Linked DNA regions of Mus musculus: all the other regions are linked to region 3. A link is a contact called in public HiChIP or PLAC-seq and promoter capture Hi-C data. All regions are on one chromosome and are shown on one strand. Each heading gives the region's core, a stretch centred on a gene start, on an enhancer-like site or on the middle of the called end of the contact. The rest is flanking DNA. Distances are from core to core; before and after follow the strand shown. Region 1 overlaps Efl1 (elongation factor like GTPase 1). Region 2 has its middle 25 kb from the start of Gm29796. Region 3 holds the start of Cfap161 (cilia and flagella associated protein 161).

What was found. Promoter capture Hi-C pulls out the DNA fragments that hold promoters and counts their contacts. HiChIP or PLAC-seq counts read pairs in DNA pulled down with a chosen protein or histone mark.
Region 1: a contact with region 3 is called in a promoter capture Hi-C map of hippocampal neurons, with 8 times the contacts expected there. The contact joins the enhancer-like site here to the promoter of Cfap161 in region 3. A contact is called at or near these places in 9 of 39 promoter capture datasets (the 3T3-L1 cell line, the HPC-7 cell line, cranial neural crest and 5 more), 10 of 484 Hi-C or Micro-C datasets (adipose-derived mesenchymal stem cells, cerebellar granule neurons, cerebellum and 5 more), 3 of 115 datasets of contacts at active chromatin or transcription factors (astrocytes, cardiomyocytes and embryonic stem cells) and 2 of 9 other capture datasets (adipose tissue and liver).
Region 2: an H3K27ac HiChIP or PLAC-seq map of embryonic stem cells shows a contact between it and region 3, with 7 times the contacts expected there. The contact joins the enhancer-like site here to the promoter of Cfap161 in region 3. A contact is called at or near these places in 3 of 39 promoter capture datasets (embryonic stem cells, hippocampal neurons and pre-B cells), 3 of 115 datasets of contacts at active chromatin or transcription factors (all in embryonic stem cells) and 2 of 9 other capture datasets (adipose tissue and liver).

What each region holds. Positions count from the first base shown.
Region 1 is chr7:82,721,543-82,726,320 of GRCm38.p6, forward strand. All of the region lies in intron 15 of Efl1 (elongation factor like GTPase 1), which reads left to right. Among named protein-coding and RNA genes, the nearest start is that of 4933406J10Rik, 32 kb to the right of the region's middle. Within about 2 kb of position 1,364, at least 23 of the 459 cell types and tissues checked have an H3K27ac peak or open chromatin away from gene starts, as enhancers often do. A contact at or near this core is called in liver and uterus, where this site is marked.
Region 2 is chr7:82,783,836-82,788,295 of GRCm38.p6, forward strand. No RefSeq gene overlaps it. Among named protein-coding and RNA genes, the nearest start is that of Gm29796, 25 kb to the right of the region's middle. Within about 2 kb of position 2,281, at least 60 of the 459 cell types and tissues checked have an H3K27ac peak or open chromatin away from gene starts, as enhancers often do. A contact at or near this core is called in embryonic stem cells, where this site is marked.
Region 3 is chr7:83,793,405-83,798,324 of GRCm38.p6, forward strand. Cfap161 (cilia and flagella associated protein 161) reads right to left here and starts at 1,435. Exons shown (of 7, transcript NM_029335.3): 1 at 1,338-1,435; 2 at 592-681; 3 at 1-40. The coding sequence starts at 1,406.

The sequences.
Region 1 (4,778 bases), core at 114-2,613, 1.1 Mb before region 3:
ATGTACTATGTATGTATATGTGAGAATAATGTATGCATACATGTAAAATAGATAGGCCTACTGATACTGTTGCTTATGCTACTGAAAATGTGAAGGGAAACACTGTTTGGAACAAGAGTAAAAGTCTCCTGGTTCTGCTTGACAACTCTTTAGTATTTATACCATTCAGTGGTACAAGATCATCTGATAAGTGGCAAAGAATCTACAGATTCTTATAAGAAATGTAAAGCCTTCCCTCCTTTTTTGGTGGGATATAAAAACTTGCACAGTTGTATAGCACCAGTCACAAACTCCTCACCACTCATAAAACTAGCACAGACAGTTAAAGTTCAGAAGAGAGCCAACTTCATCAGCTAAAGCAAGGAGGCTCATGTAAACCAGACTGGTGTGAAGTGAAAGAAGGCTTGGGGAGAGATTATTCAGTCAGTGTAGGAGGACATTGCATCCATCAGAATCACAGTGGATAGCTGAGGATCAAGAAGAGAGCCAGCTACTGGGCCGCAGTCACTGTGCCCACTCTCCTCTGCTGGCATCCTTCATATGATGGATGAAGTAAGAAACTTGCACCGTGCTCTGAGACCAGCAACGCTTGCTGCCTACAAAAAGCTTCAAAGGACATGATTGTTCTATTCAGAGTTCAAGGACTTTAAACAGCAAAGATCAAGAAATTAACCTTCAGGCTGAGATTTTAGAGAAGGAGACTCAGAATCCTCCTTCGGAGCTGCTCCCTAGCTGAGATTATAGTCACAGCCTCGTAAGGCACTTCTCTCATGAAGATGTGATTCCCACAGGACTGTAATGGAGCTGACAAGTTGCTCATCCTACAGATATGGTAGCCATCACAATTCAAGTACAACCCAGCTCTCACGGGTGTGGTAATGCTAGTATGGAGCCCAGTGTGCTTATAAGCGCACTCTGTTGTCTGCATTCTTGAAGAGAAGTGGCTTACGCCAGTCCTGTACTCATAATCTTCATGTTAGCATGTACACCTCCCTAGTTAGAAGCAAGCTATGGAACAATGTGCAGTGTTGTGACACTTCTGTGTCCTCAGGCTTGTGTCCTCTCAGCCCTGTCAGGAGGTCTCTAAGTTCCCTCTGAGGTGATAACAGACCCTTCCCCCCGCCCCCCATGTGGTACACTTCTCAGTACGTGTTACCGAGAAATGATATGGCTGCCCAGCACCGTGAAGCATTCAGGAGACCACTGAAGAGAGCTTGTCTCCGCCATGAGACAGGAGGCAAGGACTGTAAAGATTGTAGATCAGAAACGGATGCCAAAATGGGAGAAAAACCAAGCCACAGACTGCAGCCCTCAAATAGCTGGAGCCACAAGCTCAGCTCTGGAAAATCTGATTGGCCCTGTAGGACAAAACAGGGGGAGCTGTCAGTTCTCAAGAGCCAGTTGTTAAGTTTCACAAATTTTGCCAGCCAGTTGTTAAACTTGGCTATTTTTAAAGACTAAATTATGCACATTTATTTAATTTTTTTCCCCCAGAAACACAGTCTGTCTCAGGCCCAGGCTGGCCTAAACTTAGACAAGTGTAACTTCCTCAGCCTTCTGAGTGCTGAGATTACTGTAAAATTATATTAAAGTCATTACATTGTATTAAAAACAAAGGCATTAAATACCTAACTAGATCAGACATAGGTGGCTGCTTCTGACTGTAGCAAAACTCCATGACACAAGAGCACACGGAATCTGGAAGCAATTTGCTTGGTGAGAGGGGTTTCAGCCCTGGGTATTTGTTGTGCCCTCCTTGCACAGTGAACGCACGCACACCCCTGTGCTTGCACAATGTGCATGAGGAGACAGCAGAGCTGGGCTTTCCTAGAGTCGAGTACTTTGTGCTAAAACATGATGGTGGTGTTTCAATGACCTTTCCCCTGTTGCCCTTTGACCTCTGACCCTTTGTTTTTTAGCTGGCTGTTAGTTAAAAGTAGGAAGGAGAGAGCCTAGAGGAATTTTTAAGTGGGAAATAAGTAAGAATTGCACATAACAAAGCTTCCAGATACAGATGTGCTCCAGAACTGTGAGGGGGAGCCTGTGCATTGCTACTGAGGCAGATAGGAACTGTTTCCCTTGGAAATGAAAGTACAGCTGCCCTCTAAAAAAGAAAAACCGTGAAGGCTGAAGTTCCAACTACAAAATACACTGGAACTAACACACAGCAGATGTGTTGAAGGTGAGTGTTTTTCTTGAAGACAGCATCTCACTGTGTAGCTCTGACTGATCCGGAACTCACTCTATAGACTAGGCCACACTAGATGGAACTCAGTGTACCGTCATACCCAACATGGCCTGTATTCTTTTACTGTTCTCATTTACTGATAAAAAGCTTCTTTTTTTTTTTAATGTGTGTTGAAGATACTCAGCTTTTATTAAGTACTTTGAATTACTTTTTCAGTTTTCTACTCATATTCTTGTGTATTGTAGCTTTTGCCAGAGAGGTTAAAAAAAGAAGAAGAACAATTAATGGATAGACCTAGAGCTAGAGCTGTATGATAGAGCCTTGTCTAGGATGCATAGGAAAGGAGAGAGTGAGAGGAGACAGGGAAAGGCAAGAAAGAAAGGCCCTCCCCTCCCCTCCCCTTCCCTCCCCTCCTCTAGAGAACCATAACTCGCACTGTGAACAGCTCCAGATATATTGCTACTGCTCAGCCTGCCCGAGTGCTTATCTTCATTTATTGTATGAAGTCTAGGTCCATATTTTTTTCTGAAAATGCACTCTAACCAATGATTGGGAAATGGGCACCACTTGTGGCATTGCTGTGAACTGTGTCCTCTAAGGAAGTAAATACCTGCTGTGAGTTCACACATACAGCAAATTCCTCAAGACACAGCCCACCAGAGTGGACATGACAGGCAGATTCCATTTGCTTCCTCATTACCCAGTCTGGGAAAAGAAACTCTCCTTATTTATTAGTTGAACAATAAAGTTCTTATTCATTCCATTCTCTAAGTTCTTTTCTCTAAATGTTGAGGTAAGAAACTGGCAGACTGTTCCTTTCTGAGAACACATGGTTTCACTATACATGGTACAGCCGGATCATGATTGACAGTAAGGAAGAACTGGAGCCTTCTGAAGAAGCCTGGTCATGAGGATTAATCCTCAGCTTTACCAGGAAAGCACGTTTAGGGGTCATCCCTCCTGCTGGGCTTTGCTTCTTTTTTTTTTTTTTCTTCCCCCTCCTCCATGGGTAAAGTGATGGTCTTGAAGCAGATTAGCACTGGTAAGTCACTGAGGGTGAGCTTGTGCGACAGTCTGGTTTGGTCAGCCATCACTATGGTTCTGTGGCTTCCTGTAGGTACCTGAGTACTGTATGCTGATCCTCTGTGTCTTACTACACAGTAGTCTTTCTGAGATGAGAAAGACACTTAGGACTTTTATACTCTTCAGAGGTGAGAAAAAATACTTCAATAAAAAATAATTATGAACCAGTAACTTGTAATGTAGTGTAACGGAGTGAATACTTTCTTTCCACGCTGTTTTAGTATGCTGCCTGCCTTTCCCACCTCTGAAGAGTACCAGAGGCCCACAGAAGGTACCTGGCTGTGGTGTGGACAGGAGCATGGCCAGCCCTGCCAGTGAGCCCTTCACTGATGTTTTGTGTTGCTCGGGTGTTTTGCTCCAGGGCTTACTAGATAACCTGGCAGGTTCAGCTGGGCAGGCTTCCCAGCACTTTGCACTTTTTAGGGAATCCTATGCCTGGTTTTGTTTCATAACTCCCCAAGAAATGTAACAGCTGCCAGCTGACCCTGTTCACAAACTGAGAATACTAGAGCCTATTGTAAACCCAGAAACGGTCCTCTTAAAGGGCTTGACATTCAGCTCTGCAGAGCCGCAGAGCCTCAGGACACCTTCCCCACACACCCTAGAGCCTTTGTCCTTCAGATGGAGGGAGGGTATCACCAACCTTGTACTCAGCCCGCCTCTGCTACTGTGTGGAGCAGGGACAAAGGAGCTGGTGACTCTTAGTAACAAAGTGGTGTCATGACACCACCTGCTAAGAAGACAAGAATTTCCCCAGAAGTAAGACTAACTTTCCAAAAAGGCCAATGAAAGCTGCCTGCCAAGTCTGTTTTTATCCCTTGTACATGAGTAGAAACGTATCCTTGTCCCCACATTTGAGATTCATACTTCTAGATACTTAATGTATATCTAAACAAGTGCTGTCATGAAATTCTCTGGACAAGGCCTCAGTTGGTTTTGCTGTTTCCCTTCCCATGTAACCTTAGAACTAAGTGGCTGTCTGTCCCACTAGCCGGTCCTTTCACCGGTGCCCCGTTTTCTCTGTACCAGGTACCTGCTAAAAATGCCAAGATTCAAAGCACTCAGCCTTTGGCCTCGACGGCCGACCAGGGTTTTCTTCCCTGCAGTTAGCCGTCTGCTGTTGCTTCCACTGGCCAGCTGCTCAGTGATTAACCCTGACTTCATGCCACATTTGCTTCCCTGTCCTTCATACCTATGAAATACGATTTACAAGCAGCCTGCCATCCCTTTCTGCCAAAGCTGTCCTTTCTAATAGAGTAATAACTCAGATTGGGGTGACCGCCCTGGGAACCTCACATTGCTTCAAAAAAGAAAACCTAAGACTGACTTAGCAGCTGCCTCAGACTGCGAGCTCACAGCTAACCTGCTGCCAACCACAAACTGAAGAGGCATTTACACAAACGGCTACCTAGAGATGTACCTGTGATGTAACCGACTTTCTTTTTAACTTAAACATTCTTGGTTCAGTTTATACGAGGCAGGGAGGGAGTTGGACTTGGGGTGGGGC
Region 2 (4,460 bases), core at 1,031-3,530, 1.0 Mb before region 3:
GCCATTAGCTCTCACAGCCACCCTGTCAGCTCCCGATTATGACCTGACCCCTCGGTGGAGGACTCTAAAGCTCCAAGAGACTGTGTATCCCCGCCCCCCCCCCCGGGGGGGGGGGGGGCGGGGGCTCTGCAGCCTGTAAGTGGTGGAGTAGATGCCTTTGTGCTACAGATAACAGAAAACCCAGGTAAGAAGTTTCAAGAAGCCTGGTGTGCTGGTGGTACATGCCTGTGATCTCAGCACTTAGGAGCCTGAGACAAGGGTCCCACAATTTGGAGGCCAAACCCAGATGCTAGAAACTAGCAGCACAACAAATCAGAAAATCCACTTGGAGAGCCTGCTCCCAGCTGATACAATGACACTACAGCCATCAGAGCCCCAGGTTCCCTCTGTCTCCTGAGGAACCTTACCCATAGTCTCTGTGATACAATGACACTACAGCCATCAGAGCCCCAGGTTCCCTCTGTCTCCTGACGAACCTTACCCATAATCTCTGTGATCGGGTTTGCTTTTTTTCTAAGATTTATTTTTAAATTATAAGTATGTGGTTGGGGTGAGTGAGCATGTACATCTAAGTGCATTTGCCTGTGCCAGCCCTATCTTGTTCAACAATATGTACTGGAGTGGAAAATGACCATACACTTTGGCCTGACAATCTGTTTAGCAATTCACAGGAGAGTCAAAGATGCCCTACCAAGGCTACACACAGTTGCCCTAAAGGAACGAATTCTAGCATCTAATGGTGGAACACTACCTCAGTCAACACAGTGAATCGCTGATATTCCTTTGAAAAACTGGAGATTTTTTTCCTTAACTGTGGTATGGTTTGGTTTGGTTTTGGTTTTTTGAGACAGGGTTTCTGTAGACCAGGTTGGCCTTGAACTCAGAAATCCACCTGCCTCTTCTCTGATATTCAGTGAAAAAGCTCTCTTAGACCATCTCAGCTTGTGTACCTAACTTTGATTCAGGGAGGGCTTATTCAAATATACTTTCCTTGGGGTGAACGGGGCATATATGGACCTTGGAGGGTGAGAAGGAGTTTTCAGAGTAAATGGAAATCATTGGTTAGAGGCTTTTTTTTTTATACGTATTTTCCTCAATTACATTTCCAATGCTATCCCAAAAGTGCCCCACACCCTCCCCCCCACACACTCCCCTACCCACCCATTCCCATTTTTTGGCCCTGGCGTTCCCCTGTACTGGGGCATATAAAGTTTGCCTGACCAATGGGCCTCTCTTTCCAGTGATGGCCGACTAGGCCATCTTTTGATACATATGCAGCTAGAGTCAAGAGCTCCGGGGTACTGGTTAGTTCATAATGTTGTTCCACTGATAGGGTTGCAGATCTCTTTAGCTCCTTGGATACTTTCTCTAGCTCCTCCATTGGTGGCCCTGTGATCCATCCAATAGTTGACTGTGAGCATCCACTTCTGTGTTTGCTAGGCCCCGGCCTAGTCTCACAAGGGACAGCTATATCATGGTCCTTGCAACAAAGGCTTGCTAGTGTATGCAAATGGTGTCATCCTTTGGAGAGTTTTAACGGTCTGGTTCTGTGAATACCTTATTTGCATGGAGAAGCATGCCAGGAATCCCAGGTACTTGCTGGGCAGGTTCTTAGAGGGAGGGTGGGGTGGGGAAGAAGAGGAAAAGAGGAAGTTGAACCTGTCTGTCCTGGCAACTCCTTCCCCAGCTAGAGGGTGTGGAGGTTCGGGCTCTCCAGACAAGGTCAGAGAAGGGGAAGCTGCTGGCAAAGGGAGTCCTCCTTTTGTGCTGTGTTCTGAGAAGCTATCTGATCTTGGTAGACTTCGACCTTAATTAGCAAGGTTTCCCCACAGTTAATACTAGAGAATTTGCATATGTATGAGGATCTAAAAAAAAAAAAAAAAAAAAACAAGCCAGACACACCACAGTGTTCTACTGAATTTGCCTGCGTCATGTACTTATATGTACATTAAGAACAAAGCTAAGACCATCTGAAGGCATCCTGAGTCCTTGAATTTATCAGCTCTGTAGGTTTCAGCAATCACTTTCTCTTTTCACATCGTTTGCTGCGAAGTTCTAATTTTTTGTACCCCAAAGTTGTATTACTTTGCATATCAGCAAAAATCATTGTAAGTTAAAATGATGAAATAGTCCTGAGCCTGTAACTGAACAGTGCTGGCTGCTTGGTAAGGACTGGTCACTGACACCTGCACATTAGAATATGACAGATAGGACACTGTTGGTGTGGTGTGCAGAGAAAAGAGGCACAGCTCAGAGCGCCTGGCCAGCAGACACAGGCCAACACAGTGCCAGCCAGCCTTCAGGCAGAGATGTCACAATGTCTGATTGATAACTCTCACAGGCAAGGAAGCCAGGCTGTTTGTGCCAACCCTGGCTTTCCAAAGGAACCCACTGTCCCTCTACAATCTCTGTGACTTAGAGCACCAGTGTACTGGCTCTGGAACACTCATGTTTTTGAGTCATGTGACTGTGTCACAGACCAAACAGCCTGGCAGGATTTCTTAGGAATTAGAGTGGGGAGCACTGGGGATAACCAGTAGCCAGCTAACTGGCAAAGGACTGGAGAGAAAACCACACACACACACACACACACACACACACACACACACACACACACACACCCCTCTGCAGTAGAGGAAAGAGCTATGACATCACTGGCCTGGGTCTTGGCACATGCTGCGGGTCTTCCAGCCTCCTCTAAGTGCATTTTGGTTCAACCTCCTGGCAACTTATCCTGATGCCCTGTAGTGCCTTTATTCCAGGTTTCCCTGAAGATTTACCCAGGGGACTCAGACCTTGTCCTCCTTATATCTGGTATAAATGAAAGCCACCTCCACCCTGTACCATATGTTAACCTAAGGGATGACTTCAGGTGCTAAAATGGGAAAATGGTGGGGTTTATTTCCTCCTGATAGCCTCTGGCCAACTTTCAGCCACCCCATATTTTCTTTAAAAAAAAAAAAAAAAACAAAATATAATGTGGAAGAAAAAGTTTCTGGTGCCAGGAGGGTAAAATAAGAACTTCAGCTCCCACCCAGAGCAGGCAGGAGCTCCTGGGAGAGACTGGAGAAACCCTATGTGCCTGGAGCATATCTGACAGCTGACATCCTGATGGGAAGGTCCCCAAGGTTTCTTTGTCTCTGCCACCCTGTTGGTTACTTTCCAGGAGTACGTACATACAAACCTTGTCCAGTTCAACTGTCACCAGACAGGGATTAGGGGCATTAAATTCAGCAGGCTACCAATGGCTCTCATACACAAATCTACACCTTTAATGATGATAGGGTACCATTATGTGCCTTATATGGTCAGCTGCCTCACATCCAGAGAAAAAGAACACGAACCAGACTAACTCCACAATGAAGTCCTAGCCCTAGCCATTCACATCACCTGAAAGAGACTCGTTCTCAGTTTTGTGTCAGATCTTCTAGATCAGAAGCAGGATATAGATGTTACCATTCTTGTGATGTGGTTGTGACCCATCCCCTGGCCTAAAAAGGAGAGGGAGAGCAAGGAGAATGCACTGGGGTCTGTCTTTCAGATCTGTCTCCCAGGTAGATACTCCTTGGCAGCTGTGTGAGAACCTGGGAGGTGATGCAGGGCAGGCTTCCATGGATACAAAGGGAGAGCAGCAGAAATAGCAAAGGCACCTCCAGCTTCTGCAGAGTGCACCTTCGCTGAGCTCTTAAGGGCCCCCTGCTAACATGCTCAGGGACTGTCCTGGAAAGCACCAGGTGACCTTTGGCAGAGGTGGATGTCATGTGATAGCAGATGCATAGAGTCAGTGGGACAGATGTCACTCTCCTGTGGGAGTGTGTCCTATGCAGCTCTTCTTGCACAGGAAAGGTGCACTTCTCAAATCCTACAGCCCTTGGGAAGCACAGAACACCCCTCCGCTTAGCTTAGCACTGAGTGAGTGTTAATCACTTCCTGCTGGATCATAAGAGAGAGAGGCTGTCTCACAGAGCACTGGAGACAAAGATGATGAGAGCACACTGGTGGTATCCCACACACATTCTAGAGACCCCTTTGGAGGCAGGAACATACATACCCATGCCAAGTGTACTTACTCCTCCAGGTTATGATTTTAGCTTTTAATAATGCTAGCTGTGTCAAGATAATGAGTTCCTACCATCTAAGCACTCCACAGTATATCCCCTACCCCCATTTCTAATGTCACTAAACTTCTCAGATCAGCTGTGCTGACAGCTAGAAGTCCCAAGACACAGACTGGTTAAAGAATGTGTTCAACCTGGTTTCTGTTCTAGGGAGGAAGGCCCCTGTGCGCACCTCACTTGCTCATCCTAACTTGTGAGTCAAAGTCTGCAGTCTTAATGTTCCAAATGGGTAGAAAGAAGATGCAGGATGCATGGTTGGGAGGGGAGCAGCCAAGCACAGCCTCACCCCACACTTTGCCTGGTGACTGGCAAAGTGCAGAATCACATCCAACCACCCTAAGT
Region 3 (4,920 bases), core at 185-2,684:
CATAGTGGACATATCCATCTTCCGATACCGAAAGCTGCATCTACAATTTTAATAGGAATTTTCCAATAAGCTACTCAATTCCTTAGCTGCTGGGGTCAAGATCCCTCCCAGGTGTATCTCCTTTCCTTCTCAGACTAGATCCATTTCAGTAAGGCCTCCCTTCCTCAGATCCTTGGTTAGCATCCTTCAAGCTCTTGATGACCCCCAAACAAGATCATGCGAAGCTGTTGGACTCTACATAGTTTACCGTTGTCAATTTATTCAATTCAATGTTATTAAACGTTTTTTTTTGCACAGCAGCTGAAAGGCACTTTACTTGTAAAAGCATTAATCCACCCCTTTATTAGAAAATGCAAACAATTAAGTAAACATAATTAAGGACAGACTTCCCTTAATCTAAATTCTAAATTTCTTAACCTAATCTTAACCCTTAATCTAAATTTCTAAAATCTAGAGGAATTTTAACACTATACTTTTTTATTAATTTTTTTAAAAGTTTCTAAATGGTTACTTTGTTCATAGAAATTTTCTTTGCCTAACTCACACTTAACTAGGCAGAATTTTGAAATTGGCATTGGAATTTGACATTACCGGTCTCAAAATGTTCTTCTTCACTCTTCTGTTTCTCTGAATAAGAAGTTCTCCTTTTTCCCTCTTCTCTAGGAAGTGTCTCATGCGCTCCTGGGGATGCAGAGACCGAGAAAAGGGGAGTCAGGGACAGAGCTGTTGCAGAGCACAGGTACTGATAGCTTTTTCCTCAGAAGCACTTCAAGTTCAAAGACAGTTCAAGGACACAAAAGGAAACGTGATCGCTCTGGGGATGGCAAAAATGTCAGTAGGCAGCACGTCATGGGGGCAGAGGCAGGGGCGGGGAGCAGGAGATGAAAAGAGAAATGCATAAGGAAGGGAAGGATAGGACCCCTGTGCTTATCTCGTCCAGAAACAATCAGGAGTGATATATAGGAGGTCAGCAGTCTCTACTGGGGTCCTCCTGACTTGGGTGAGAATGTGAAAAGCCCAGGCCTCTCCATATGTTTGTAACCCAGAACCTTTCCAGGACCTGAGAGTGTCACAAACCTAGTGAGGGCCAGAGGGCCCGGGAGGCGGCAAGCTGTTCTTGCTCTGGGTTCAGGAAATGTGGAGCGGGACATTCAGTGAGCATGGGTGCTCAGAGACAGCAGGTGAACTACCTCGGGTAGCAAAGGTGCACAGGGGGGGTGGGGGCAGTAGATGAAGATGGGTGATAGGATGCTAAATGCTCAGCAGAGAGAGAACATGCAGGATAGCAGGATAGGGTCTGGGATCCTAGGGATGCGAGAGGACAGGAGTCTGCGCACCTCCTCCAAATAGACATCTTCGTTCCAGTTGCCCATCCGCACTCCAGGACCATACACGTTCTGCGCCATCGCCCCTTGCTCTCTTGAAAGCCAGCTCCAGCCTCCACTGACACTCAGAGTTAGCGTGCTTCGTTGCCATGACGACCAGGCAGTTGCCAGTTGCCAGTTGGTCAAGATCTCTTTGGCTGGCCAATAAGTGACAGCATACTAGACCCACGCCCCCTCCAGCTCGCCCTGCCCCTCCCACCACTGCCACTGTCTCAGATGACTAGCACTCAAAGCAGATCTGGGAAACCCCTGACGGGGGACACTGTTCCAAATGTTCCCTAGGCGGAGAAATTTTTGAAACTTTTTTTCTGTTGTTTTTTGGGGGAGAGTTTGGTTTTTAAGTTAGGGTCTGGATACATACCCTAGGCTGGCCTTGAACTTATGATGTAACACAGTCAGGTCTTGCGCTGGAGATCTTCTTGACTCACAGGTGTGCAGCCTACAACTGGCATAAAATATTGAGTTGTTCTTGTTGATGTTTGGTTTTGTATTTTGTTTGTTTGTTTGTCTTGTTTGCTTTTTAAACTAAAATCTAAGTTAAAGTGCTGTGGAACCCGAGTGCCCCTAGCTTTTCTGTGGAAGCTTGGTTCAACTCCAGCCTATTTTCCTAATCACTGTCAGCAGCAATTTCACAAAACATCACCCCTTTACTGTAGACGCTGGAAAACCTAAACACAAAAAGAGGGGCATTGCCGAAACCTCACAGCTTCCAAAGGAAGAAACTACTGTGTTAGCATATATTAATGTGTATATCTATTTCTGTGACAGTCTGTATTTTCACAAATTTTATAGCAACCCTCCCTTCCCATGTCCAAACACAAAGACAAACCTGCAATTTACAGGCACTCCTGATATTAAAAAAAAATTTTTTTTAATTTAAAAAAGTTTGTGTAGCCAACATTTCCTAAAGAGGATATTGTGTTATGAGTGGGGTGAACAGGCAGTTAGGTAGTACCACCTGCTGCTGGCTGCTGGCTGCTGGCTGCTAGCTGAATACATTCATTAATCAGTCCCCCAGTGTGCAGAGTCTCCCACCCCAAGCAAGAAGTGGAAGGTGAGAGCCAAACCCAGTCTATCAAGGGAAGCCAGATGCTGAAAACAAATTACTTCAGAAGACTGTAATACACACAGGTCACTGAAGATGTGATGAAAGACAGACTGGGAGAGCTGATGGATGAATCATTCCTGTCATGGGGACTATGAGAATGACAACTGAGCAAAACCTGGGGTAGTGGGGAGGTGTCCTTGTCGACCTGGAAGGACCTGAGCCGGAGGCTGAAGCATAAGACACAAAAGTAGGAATATTCTGCTCCTCTCTGGCTCCACTGCCTGCCCCTCCAGCACCACACACACTCTCAGGTGCTTCTGAAGGTGCTAAGTCAGGCATTCTGTTGGATCAGACAGGAGTCACTCAGAATATGTGATAGACTGGAGACCGACTCAGAGAAGCTAGCAGCATCCCTAGGTTCAAACTGCTAAACCCAGCCTTGTAGCATGCAGTGAACAATAGACAGCATGTGTAATTGCTCATACAGGAACATAATAATCTAAAAGCAAGCTGCTGTCTGGTGATGTCATGGCAGCGCCATCAAGTCACCAAGCAGCCCTCACATGCTTTTGGCGACGCTGGTATAAAAGAGAAAACCCTGTGTGACATCTGCTGAACAAAAGCAGGCCACACACAATTACAGATGGCACATTAGGCTCAGAGTGACACTAGATGACTATGTTACTGGCTTATTATTTACTACAGGGTGCTTTGGCCCCCGTTTGAAAAGGTGTGTCTCCTATTGATTACAGGGTACTATAAAGCAGTGTGTGGGGTTCTCTTGGAAGCAATCTCCTGCAGCTCACACTGGGACATCTCCAGACTGTCTCATTTGCTCTTACTCTCTTCTGCTCACTATCACCCAAAGCGCTCAAAGCCAATACTGATGTTGGAGAGGAACTCGCATGCAATAATTGATCTGGAAACAAAGTACAAAGCGATTTTTTTTCCAAAACCCACGTCTATTATGGTTATTCCTCACCGTGAATCAATCATGTCCAGATCCACTGCAGCTGGTATTTAAGAACATGAAAAAGATCAGAGATCTGGGAGGGCCAATAGCAGATACGGAGGAACTTTAAGACTTTGACTGGAAGGCTCCGCAAATGATGTTTGCATGATGAGGCATTCACTTGATAGTATGGCCCTCAGAAGGAGCCTTGCTCTAACCAGGTGTGCTGGAACACATCTGTAATCCCAGTACTCGCCCTGTGGAGGCAGAAGGATCAGGAGTTCAAGGTCATCCTCAAACATAAAGTAAGTTTGAGGTCAGCCTGGGCCCTGCAAAAATTACCTTCAATAGGCATAGGGGTTGCTGGAAAGATGGCTCTGTAGTTAAGAGTAAGCACCATTCTGGCAAAGGGCTAGAGTTAGTTCTCAGCACCCATGTTGAGTGGCTCCCATCTGCCTGTAACTCCAGTACCAGGGAATCTGACAACTCTGACCTCTATCAGACACTGTACTCATGTGCACATACCTACACTCATACCCGTATGTGCACATAGTTTTAAAAAAATATTTTAAATTCCTGTTGGGAAGTAGAGGCAGACAGATCTCTGTGAGCTGGACACCAGCCTGATCTATTTAGCAAATTAGGGCTATACAATGAGATCATATTTCAACACACACACACACACACACAGAGAGAGAGAGAGAGAGAGAGAGAGGGAGAGAGAGAGAGAGAAAGAGTTCTGTTTCACAAAGCAAAGATTCTATATGCCGATTTCTGACTTTAAAGTCAATGTTGCTCCCCTTAAGCATTTCCATGTTCCCCATAGGCTGGGTGTTAAACAAGGAGGCCTTGAGGGAATTGAAACTGGACCTCTCTCTCATAGGCAACAGCCAATAAAATAAGAACTAAAAGAGCAGAACTTTACTTACCCATCAGAAGAATGGGACCTGAGCACTATTTCCCACCCTGGAAGGAGATGAGACATCCTAAACTGCCTAGAAAGTTACTAAAGGATAACTTTTTAAAATAGACTCTAAGAGCCTTAAATCTTACAAGATTACTTGACATCAGGGAGATATCTTCCAAAGAACAAAGACGTACCATTCCTCCTTCCTGTGGGAGTCACTCGAAGAGGTCTGTCAATCACTTGGACAAGAAAAAGTCCCTCAGGCTCTTTTTGAGTTTATAAAATATTTTGTGTGTGTGTGTGTGTGTGTGTGTGTGTGTGTGTGTGTGTGTGTGTGTGTGTGTGTGATTACAATATTTTTCATTTACATTCCTTTAAAACCCTCAAAACCAAGATGTAAACTGATTTATTCACTCATGGCTGGCCCTGTGTGGATGACTAAATCTGTCTCTGGCTCCCACACCCTCTGCTTTACAACTGTGACTTTGACATAAAGCAGCCATACACTACAAAAAGTATTTGCTATTTTTTTTTTCATGATTTTGATGAAGCATAGGAAACTTCCATTGGAATCTTTTGTTACTTACTTGTAAAACATCTGGTAGAAAAAAAAAAAAAAAAGAAAAAA